2 separate regions of the Mus musculus genome follow, and region 2 is linked to region 1. A link is a contact called in public HiChIP or PLAC-seq data. All regions are on one chromosome and are shown on one strand. Each heading gives the region's core, a stretch centred on a gene start, on an enhancer-like site or on the middle of the called end of the contact. The rest is flanking DNA. Distances are from core to core; before and after follow the strand shown.

Region 1 (5,699 bases), core at 1,717-4,216:
ATGACACCTGCCTGTCATTTATAGTACAGTGGAACAAAAATGTGATGTGAGCCCCCACAGAGGCAAGCCTCTATATAATCTTAAATTTGAGAGTACAATCCAACAAAAATGTAGTGTGAGCCCCTGCCCCCACCTCCAGGCAAGCCTCTATGTAATCTTAAGTTTTAGAGTAGCTATAATAAGAAAGTAAGACCACCTTTAATAAATTTTGCTTAAATTATTATGTCTAAAATATCAGCAACATGTAATTTCAATATGAGGTCTTACCTATTAAGTCTCTGACCTTTTTCTGCTCTGGCCCATATCTTCTCTTGGAAATCCTTTCTTGCCTAATAAATTATCTCCCCCCCTCACTCACACACACATACACACACACACACACACACACACACACACACGGCACTCAAGGTAGGGGGAGAAGGAGATGGAAGGAGGGAGAAAGACAGAGACAAAGAGAGAGAGTCTTATGATTCCTACCCATCCCCAACTAGGTCTTCGAAATCTAGTTCTTATTCATACAGCCCAATTCAAGCTCGACTAGAGACATTTTCTGTAACATGAAGTGTCATGTTACATGTGGCTAGTGAGCACTGTAAAGGTCAGCACAGAAGGCAGACCTTTCCCATATGGCTTCAAAAGCCAACTCTATCACCAGCTGTGTGATATTAGGCAAGTCATCTTACCTCCTGCACCTCTACTTCTTTCTCTATAAAATGGAGCTAGCCATAATAGTACCTGTTGCTGAGAGATAATTACATTCATGTATACCAGGATAGTTAGAACAGGACCTAGCACTGGATAAAAAGAATGAAATATGTATTTAATTACTGTTTTTTCTGATTTGGGATGTTTTGAGTTCCTTAAAGGCTAGAACTATTGTTTAATGTCTGTATCTCTTATACCCTGTTTCAAGAAGGTGTTGCTTTCCCGGGGCTAGAATAACGGCTCAGCAGACAAAGTGCTGCCACTCTGTGGTTGCAAGCCCAGTGATCTGAGCTCAGTTCCTGGAACCCACACAAAGGTGGAAACAGAGAACTGATTTCACAAATTTGTTCTCTGACCTTCACACATGCACGGTGGCATGCATGCCTTCAAATATTTTTAGGTCATTAAGGTAGTGTTTAAAACAAAGGTGTGAAATGTCCATTGAAAGAAATGAATAACTGAATATAAAATCTTAAGAAAAATGTTCTTATTGTAATACATGCATGTAGCAAAATCTCAAGTCACAAGAACTAATTTATTTTCTTATCTCAGAAATTCTATGAAATAGGACAAGACCACTTATTGTTCAGTAAGGAAACAAGCATAAAGACAATTATTGTTATTTTTTTATGGGAGAAGGGTCAATTAAGGTCAATTATTTCTGTAATATGTAATAAACATATTACAGAAATCACTTACTCAAGATCAGCTACAAAGTCAATTCAATCCCTCCCAAACAGGAAATCCTTTGGAAGATCCATTCCATAAATTAGAATACACTAATGGCTCTTCTCCCACTAACTGCCTTCCCCTCCCAAGACTACAAGCAGAAGGTCTAAGGTCATGTGACCATGCCCAGCATTTGCTTTAGATGTGCTCTTTGAACACAACTCAGATCACATTTCCATTCTAGCCATGGTTGTAAAGTTTGGTAATTTCTATTTTTTAAACTAGCTTCTCTACTCGTTTAAGCTTTTAATCTCTATGGTCTTGCAACTGACAGTTGGGAACAGAAATTTAGAAGTCATATACCAGGGAGGGTGAAACCTTAGTACTTAAAAAAGGCTTAGGTTGCCAGATACAATCCTGCTTTTTATAAGATAATCAGACAAAAAAAGCCTGTCTGGTGATATCATTCCTCTAACCTATTTTCATTGGCTGAACAAGCAGGTCACTTGTCCCTGGAAAGCTTTCCCCAGCATCTCTCTCTCTCTCTCTCCCTCTCTCCCTCTCTCTCTCTCTTTCCAGCTGCTGGCACCCATTTTAAGCTATTCAGCAAGAACACTAATGGATTATGACTTTACCCCTGGCTGTAGAAAAAAGAAAGGAATGCACCAAACCATGTCTTGCCGCCTTGTCTTGTCTTTCCTTCAGAAAACGAAGAATGAAGGAATCCCTAAGCAGATGACAGACTGAAGGCAGCTGTACCTTGCTAGTTTAGAGATGAGGAAACCCTTTGTCTTTTCCTAAAAATGCATTTCACCACCAGAATCCTTCCTCCTGCCCACAAAGCATCAAAAGCATGGCCTCCCCAGGGGACACACAGAGCAGCATCTGAGAGCCTTCCTTCAGGAAATCCTACATTCTACATTTCCAGCCAATTCAAGAGTTATTTTCAAACATTCATTGGGCTTTACATTGAGCCTGCTATGTTCAGCCTCAAAACAAGTATGAAGAATAGCTTCCCTAATACAACCACCCCCAAATAGAAATGAAAATGAAAGTCTCTTAGAGCAAACCTGTCTCTAACAAGTTCTAGAATTGATGCAAAACTACAAAAGGAAGATTCTGGTCCAAGTTCACCCCATCCACGGCTTGTATTCCCCACACCTACTCCTTCCTGTACTCTATGGAGCCTTATGCATATTCTGACAAACAGACAGCAATCTGGTAGGCTATACTAGGAGAGCAGTGCCCAGGCACTAAGTAGAGGGGGAAGATACCGACTGTTTCAAACTGAGCTACTCTGGAGGCCTGAGAAAGGGAAACAATTAAGTCAGAGAGCCAGAACTCAACCACCAAAGCCCAGAGTGAGAGAGAGACTGCCCTGAAAGCAGGTGTAGAGAGAGAACAGGTCACTAAAAAGCAGAGGCATCCAGGGGCAAGAGGCTCAGTGAAATGATGTCACTGAGAAAAGGAGCCCTGCTTTCCGGCAGACATCATCAGAGGCTAATTATGAGGTCCAGTATTCCTGAGACTGAGGTTAGCAAGCTAGAGCCACCACTCTGCCATACTTTGCTGTAGAGGCAAGTACTCTGAACAAAGAAGTACTTGGCACCTATAGTGGGGCAGTTAATGAATACCTTCTAGGTTTTGAAAGGTCAAAGACAGATCCTGTACAAATCTCAAGACTGTTTTGCCATCCCCACCCCCAATACACTTGGGAGACATACATCCTCCAAATCTACCCCAGAGAGAACATTAACCACCCTAGGGGACAGAGTCTGGGGAGTCTCCAAAAAGAAAAGAGCATGCCCAACCCAATAACTACAAAGCTACATATGGACAGCAGAAGCCTTTGCTATGCAAAAGGAAGCTACTAAAGTGAAGAGTGACTGAGACTCTTGTAGGGTTCAGGCTCAGCACCAGCATAAATCTTCTGACAGGTTCAATTTACCTTCCCTAACCCAAGCACAAAATGTCAGTTTCCAATTTTTGGGATCCAAGAAGAGACTGCTCTAACTTTTAATTCCATTTTTTTAAATACCTTTTACGCTTTGCCTTTTGAAGCCAGTATTACCCTAAGGACAAAACAACAACTATAGATGACAAAGTTCTCAACAAAACACTTGAGAACCAAATTCAAGAATAGGCTAAAAACATCACATATCATGATGAAGTTGATTACACCACAAGGTTGGTTCAAAATATGAAAAGAAAAAAGGGGGGAAGGGAATACAAACAACTAAGGAAAAGTCAGACCTGCAAATATTTTTTATTTGTAGATCATATACTTAAAAGACTTAAAACTCTACAAGGCAAATTTCAGACTTAGGTACCTTCAGCAAAGAATTAGGATATAAAGATAAAAAAAAATTATGTACCAACAACAAACTTTGCATGAACAAGTTAGGAAAACTATCCCATTTGTAATAGCTTAAAAATAAAATAAAATCTTGAGCCTAAACCAAACCACAGAATTAAAAGACCTCTATTAAAAAAAAAAAAAAAAAAAAAAACCTAAAGACCTTAAAAAAAAAAAAAAAAAAAAAAAAAAAACAACTGAAGACTCTAGATAATGGAAAGACCTCCAATTCTCAAAGACTACAGAATTAATATTGTTGAAATAATGATATCACCAAAAGTGGTCTACATATTTAATAATCCACATCAGATTTTAAATGGCATTCTTCACAAACATTATGAATAAGACTCCAAATAGCCAAAATAATCCAAGCAGGGAGGGAAAAAAAAAATCAATGCTGGAATGGTCACAATTATTTAATCTTGGCTTATATTACAGAATCATAATGAATAAACTTTATGGTACTGTACAAAACAGAAATGTAGACCAAGAGGACCCAGAAACCACACAGCATGGTCACCTAATTTTTGACAAAGCTGTCAAATATACACTAGGGAAATGGGGCAACCACCTGTAGAAGAAATTAGATTCATATTTCTTTTCCTACACAAAAATCAAATGGCAATAAATCAAAAACCTTAATCTAAGATCTGAACTGCTGAGGCTCCTGGGCTCTAGGAGCTTTCCTCTAGAACCTGCAGGAAAACAGCAAACACACATCAGGATAACGATACAGGAGGCAGGTGACAGTGGAGGCAGGTGTGGTGGTGCGTATCTTTAATCCCAGCACTGAGGAGGCAGAGGCTGAGCCTGAGGCAGGTCGACTTCTGTGAGTTCAAGTCCAGCCAGGGCTACATAGCAAGACCAAGTTTCAAAACACAAATAACAAAAAAGCAAATAAAAAGCCAGGTAGTGATGGCACACACCCTTAATCCCAGCAGAGGCAGGTGAATCTCCTGACTTGGGAAGCCAACCTAGTCTACAGAGCTAGTTTGTGGATAGCTAGGCCTTTCTCAAGGGGAACAAAAAGATACAGAGGTAGATGTTTAATGCAACACTATTCACAACAGCCTTTTTATGAAACCAACATAGGAATGGAAAAGTATGATATATACATACACACAATGCAAATGTTTTCAAAAAAGGAATGAAATTATGGCAATGGCAACAACTGGAGATACTCATATTAAGCCAACTAAGACAATGGCAAAATGCTAAATAGCATATGTGTTCTCTTATTTGTATTTGTACTTAAATGTATGTGTACATATTGTACCTGTGACTTGAAAGCAGAAGTAATGTTAAGGGGACCAAGGAGAAGACAAGAGTTGGGAAAAGGGAGATTATGAGGGGAAATATGTTCAATATTGTATACTAATGTACAAAAACTTAAACATAAAGAAAGATTTTTTTAAAGTTTGAAAAGAGGGCTCAATGAGTAGACCCAGAAACCATAAAATTATTAAATGAAAATTCCAGTTGGAGAGGTGGGCTATTTGCCTTTGAGTTACCAGCCAGGGGAGCCCCAGAGACCCTCAAAATGATAAGGCTATTGCTTATTGCTGTTGGATTCTCCCCACGACTATATGCTAAGACCATGTCACTGAAGATACCACATACTTTGGTTACAGGATATAGAAGAATCAAGTAGGAGCTGAACTGAAAGTTTCCTCCATGCTGACTAGCTTTCATAGTGCCAGAAGGTTCCATGCAGGCTGCTGCTGCAGGAGAGATGTCACTAACAGTTTTACTCAGCTATGGATCCTGTTAAGTTCCAGGCAGTAATGTGTACACTAGTGCAACAATGGCATCACTTTTTCTAGAGGTAACCAACTCCTTTCTGTTTGGACTTAATTCACATCTGGTACTGAAACCTGACTAAACGCCCATGGCCAGAGAGGCCATGGGCCCTATTGGAGAAGTTATAGCATCAGCATTTAGCTAAATGGACATGATATGCCCATCAACT
Region 2 (5,699 bases), core at 1,428-3,927, 180 kb before region 1:
ATAGCAATCTTCTAAAAATTATTTTTTCCTACTATTGTGTGAATGTTGGCATGCTCCAGCTATAGTGTGCTTGTGGAAGTCATAACTTGTGGGAGACCATTCTCTCCACCTTGGTAAGGTACGGTCTTTCTTGTTTCTGCCATGTTGTGTTCTCCAGGCTAATTAGACCGTAAGCTTCTAGGTGATTTTCCCATCTCTGCCTTCCATTTCACTACTGGAGCCCACATTGTGCTCTGGGGATCAAACTAGCCACGGAGCTATCCCACCAGCCTAAGACAGCAGTTTTTATCCATGTAGATCCTAAGCATTATGAAGGCAGAAATCATCATCTGCTTTGGCCACTGAGAGATGCCAGAAAGGTACTTAGTTCCTAATCAGGGCTCAGTAGATCTTTGTAGAATATATAAAGTCTTACTTTGTCACCCTGTCTCTCCTGTGTGTATTAGTCAGCCTCCATCCACAGAGAAATGTCTGAAATTGCTGGCTGACAAGGAGAAAGGAGCTGCCATGCCTCCCAGTCTTAGAAGTTCTCGTTCACAGTCAAGTGGCAGAGAAGCAAATCTGCTCATCTCATTACAAAGAAGAAAACCTGAGAAAGAGAAAGGTGTCTGGTTTCACTATCCCTTAAGGGGGCATACTACTTCTGACCTAAAGACTCAGTAGGTGCTACCTCCTAAAGGTACCACCATGCCAAGTAGTGTAGCCCTGCTGGCCAAGATCATGTGGCAGAAGGTTTAGGTTTTCTGTGGTTTCTCAAGCAACCGCCCAGTGCGACAGGCTCAGGCATTCCACGTGCCAGGACGGTAGAATGGTTTCTCTGGCTCATGATGCCTGGGCACCACTACTGGGGAACCGTGTGCATGAGCCTGTTTCTAGCCAACAGAAGGAAACACTACAGCCTGCAGAGGCTTGAACGACAGAACCTTCTTTGTTCACTGTTCTGCAGGCTGGAGAACAACAAGGGTCACCTGTCTGGCTCCAGGGGAGGGCCCGCTTCTGGCTTGTACCTGGCCGCCTTTTGGTCGAGTCCTCAGAGAACAAATGGCTCCTCTGCTGACTCTTCTTATAGATGTCATCCCCATCCCATCAGAAGGAGGTGCTCATGACCTCATCGGCTCTGATCACTCCTCTAAGGGCTCATCCTTATTATCACTTTGGAGTCTAGGGTTTCAGTGTGAGTTTGGGGGGACACAGAGTCCGGTGCTTAGTAACAGGAGTAGCTGGAGTGCCTGCCTGGAGACGTCTCTCTTCCTGGGCCTTATTCTAACTGGTGAAACTCGGGCCCATTCCCTCTAGCTTGGGCTTTTAATTGGATTCATCACAAGTGAGGGATCTACCTTTACTGTACAAAGATACTGGCACCTCAGAGGCTTATTCTTACCTATCCTGAATGGATGCAGTGATTTTTCACATATACATTTCCATGTTATCCTCTTGTCGCTGGAAAGCTGAAGGCCCACATTCAGGACCATCTTCTGTCTTAGACCATCTGTAAAGTTGAGTTTCTATCCCATGAATATGAGAAACATTTCTTTCCTTCCTATCAAACGTAGTCAGCCTGGCAAGGCCCATATGTCCTGACCGTCCCCGTTCCCTGGGACTTTGTATCAGTTCACCGATATCAGGAGAGTTACAACTCTCACTACTGAGCTGAGACTCAGTCATAGCTAATCAGGGATAAAAAAGGAGGCCATTTTGGTTGTGTGTGTGTTGCTAGCCTGGTTTGAGTCTTGGCACACCCATTTTGAAAAGGAAAAAAAAAAGTCATGTTGAATTTCTCTTTGTCAGTGTGCTCCTTTGTGAGATAGCAAGATTGCTCTTTTATGTCTCACCAGGAGAACTGTGTGAGCATGGGCCCATTTGCATCTGCCTGTGGCTGCTCAAGATGGCTGTGCCTTGGGCAAACTACAGAATCTATCAGACTTCCGCTGTCTCAGGATTGTGGTAAGCATGAGTTGAGTCCAGGAACAGCATAATCACAATTCAAATGTCGGTGGCTGCACTCGTTCTGTGGCTACACGATTTCTAATCTCCTGATCTGAAGGTCAGAATGGTATCAACTGTGTACAGTTAAAAAAAAAAAAAAAAAAAACTGGGGCTGGTGAGATGGCTCAGTGGGTAAGGGCACCCGACTGCTCTTCCGAAGGTCTGAAGTTCAAATCCCAGCAACCACATGGTGGCTCACAACCACCCGTAATGAGATCTGGTGCCCTCTTCTGGTGTATCTGAAGACAACTACAGTGTACTTACATATAATAAATAAATAAATCTTTAAAAAAAAAAAAAAAAAAAACTGGGCCAGAGGAGTTTAGGATCTCCCGGGTACCATTCTCGCTGAGCACCGGAGGATGGAGGGAGAGCCCGAGCATCTAATGTCACAGGAGAAGAGAGAAAATGCCCCTCTGTGGTACTGAATTTATACTCATTTATACACACTTGGCTCCGTCTGAGAACAGAGAAGAGGGAGGACTTCTGGCCAGGCTGTGGCATCATTTGGAGAAGGAAAAAAAAAAAAAAAGTAAACCGAGTGAAGATAGAAAATAGAAACAAAATATGGCTCAAAAAAAAAAAAAAAATCCCAAAGAATGGGAACCTTGCCCCGCACTTTGGCTGCACTGAGCTCCGTGGGAGAGGGTGCCAGGAGGACAGCCAGGCTGTTGCACAACCAAACCCTTGCTCAATGCACGCTCCTCACATGGGGCCTCACCATCCCTGAGGTGCAGTCCCAAGGGAGGGGCTGGGTAGGAAGCTGTGGCAAAAGTGACTTTGAGAAGTGCTAGTATTGTGCCTTGCACTGAAAGGCCAGACTGGGTCACTTCCGAGGGCCGGGGTCTCTCTGCCAGGCTCCAGTGGAAGGAAGCAGCAGAGAGGGGATACAGTGAAAACAAAGCACCCTGTTTCTCTCTCTCCTGTGCCATCACTCATGTTCAGATGCACATCCTACAGGCATTCTCCCTGGCTTGCACTTTTGAGGCCGTTTAATTTTTTATAGTTGAGTTTGAGCAACGAGAGCAAGCAGTTTCCTGTTCTTCAACCTCAAGCCCCCACCACTGAGGAATCAACTGCATTTAAATCCTATAAATTAGCCTCCCGAAAGATGCTTAAGCATTTATGAAAACATTCAAATTTTATATTCTGCCCAATAAAATCTTAAATAAAAAAAAAAAGGAATAAAAACTACCCCAAAGTGCCATGTGAAGCTATGTTGGCAGAGAGCAAACAGTTTAGAGCCAGGATGCCCATGGCTTCACAGATGACGAGTCTGGAATCTGGATAGGGGCTGCCATGTATCAGAGATAAAATGAATATTCTTGCCTTTGTAAGCAGAGTCCCTGGAGACTCCCTTAGGCTCAACCCAATGGCCTGGGAAGCAAGCTACAGTATTAACCCATTTATACCCAAGTTGATGCCAACCTACAGCATTAACCCAGTTATAGCCAAGTTTATGTCAACCTACAATATTAACCCACTTATATCCAAGTTGAAGGCAGGGGCAGGGAGCCCTCTGGCTCCATTCCAGTTGCTCTGGAAAGCCACTGTGATACAAATCAGAACTGAACATCAGAGACCGGACTTACTCTCCCAGTTAGGCTATTGATCTGCTTCTGAGCTTGAACAGTGGATAGCTCCACTCCTAGCCTCAGTTTATTTCTGTGAAGAATGAGGATCTAGTCCCATGCAGGTTTTCAGTGAGGGCAAACAATGACACTTGCATTTCTGTAGGTCGATCATTAATATATTCAAATAAACATATTTGGACACACACACACTTGCACACGTGTGTGCAATGCACACACTACAAAATAAGTGTGCTTGTGAAAGAAAATGAAGAACACTAGCATTTATCCCTTTGCCTACAGCTTCCTCACATTTTCCCCAAGAACACCTGGACTCTCTGGCCCTGAGGGAAAGAGGTTATACTCTTCCTCCTACCCACCCCCCCCCAAAAAAAAAAAAAAAAACAAAAAACAAAGAGAAGAGCTGGGGCTGGGTCTCAGTGGTAGAACACTGGGCTGCCATTCACAAGGCCCTGGTTTGGTTCCCATCATCACAAAACAAAATGGAGGAAAAACTTTGGCTGGTTGTTCTGAGGACATAGGCTTCGTACTTTTACATGGGCGTGGCACCTGTGACGTAATTCCAACACTCAAGAGTAGGAGGCAGGAGAATGGCAAGATTGAGGCCAGCCTAGTTCCAAGAACAAATCCTGTCTCTGAACACCACACCAAATAAAGAGACTGAGGAATAATTTTGCCCTCCCAGAGAGTGGCTAAAGCAGACATGGAAGTTCTTGGGTTTGGATGGATTAGGTTGGAGCCAGGACTTTCCACTCATGCTTAGCAGAAACGCTAACACACACACACACACACACACACACACACACACACACACACACACACACACACACACACTAATTGTCTTTTAATCTCTGATTTATTATAGTTTTTTCTGCCTGATTATCATCTTTTCTATTCATCAAAATTAGGTGGTTACCCTAAACATCAACCATGAAGCTGTGTGCTCAGCAAAAATGTGAGATTACAGCATCCAAGGACAAAAACCCAGCTAAGTATTGATCCCCACTTGTCACATGTCACCACCTGCAGAGTTTTACCTTTGATTGGCTTTGCTCTCTGGCAATTTCATCAGGGACAAAGGGGACTGTCATCAGTCCTGGTCCTTCCTGGTGATGTGCACAGCTGGATCTGTCCTCTGAGTGGAGCTTCCCAGAGTAATGTGCCTCCTCTCTTTGTAGGGTCCACTACCCTTGTATGCCTTCAGGCTAAATACCCACAATGTTTGGGGCCAGGCGTATTTGGATAGAATTTTCCAGATATTGGATTATTTTCAATATGCACTGGGATATATTGAGGATGGAACAAACCCGAACATGAAGTCCTTCCGTGTGCCATTAGTCTCACACATAGGCTTGGCTGGTAAACCATCATTTTAGTGCTCCTGTGTTTTGGTTGTGACTTAGCTTAAATTTTCCATTCTGTTTAGTATTTGGAGCATTTTAGATATCAGATTTTTTTTTTCAAATGGTCATGTCCAAACTGTGTCACCTGACACGTGACTAGTGTAACTGAGGATCTAACTTTCCTGTTGCATTTAATTGTGTCTTTCAATGATGTGTGTGTGTGTGTGTGTGTGTGTGTGTGTGTGTGTGTGTGTGTGTGTGGATCTATGCATGTGTGAGTATAGGTGCCCTTGGAACGCAGAAAAGGATTCTGGATCCCCTGGAGCTGAACTCCCAAGTGGTTGTGGGGCGTCTAATATGAGCACTGGGACTCAAACTCAGATCCATGGCAAGAGCATAACGGAACCTTAACCACTAAGCCATCTCTCCAGCCCTTTATTTAACTTTAAAATTTACATTTCAACATATGTGCCACGTGTAGCTAGTTGCTTTCATATTGACAATGACATGTTAGACCCTATGCACTAAGAATTCTAGTGAGGTCAGTACTCATGTTCCAGAAATGCAATATGAAGTATATGTAATGCTCTAGAATTTTAATGTGAATCCCACGTGTAATTTAAGTTTTCCTAGCCTTCCTCACTGAGGTTTTAAAAAAGGGAAGAATTAATTTCAATAATGTTTTTATTATCAATTAGTCAAAGTTTTATTTCAACATGTAATCAATAAAAAATATGAGATAGTTTATGTTTCTTTTTTTCCCTGCCAGCTCTCTCAA

What was found. HiChIP or PLAC-seq counts read pairs in DNA pulled down with a chosen protein or histone mark.
Region 2: a contact with region 1 is called in a RAD21 HiChIP or PLAC-seq map of pro-B cells, with 3 times the contacts expected there. The contact joins two enhancer-like sites. A contact is called at or near these places in 1 of 15 datasets of contacts at CTCF or cohesin (pro-B cells), 3 of 484 Hi-C or Micro-C datasets (the C10 cell line, cerebellum and liver), 1 of 115 datasets of contacts at active chromatin or transcription factors (embryonic basal ganglia) and 1 of 9 other capture datasets (adipose tissue).

What each region holds. Positions count from the first base shown.
Region 1 is chr2:102,381,720-102,387,418 of GRCm38.p6, forward strand. All of the region lies in intron 1 of Trim44 (tripartite motif-containing 44), which reads right to left. Among named protein-coding and RNA genes, the nearest start is that of Trim44, 16 kb to the right of the region's middle. Within about 2 kb of position 2,967, at least 74 of the 459 cell types and tissues checked have an H3K27ac peak or open chromatin away from gene starts, as enhancers often do. A contact at or near this core is called in pro-B cells, where this site is marked.
Region 2 is chr2:102,199,069-102,204,767 of GRCm38.p6, forward strand. No RefSeq gene overlaps it. Among named protein-coding and RNA genes, the nearest start is that of Ldlrad3, 15 kb to the left of the region's middle. Within about 2 kb of position 2,678, at least 43 of the 459 cell types and tissues checked have an H3K27ac peak or open chromatin away from gene starts, as enhancers often do. A contact at or near this core is called in pro-B cells, where this site is marked.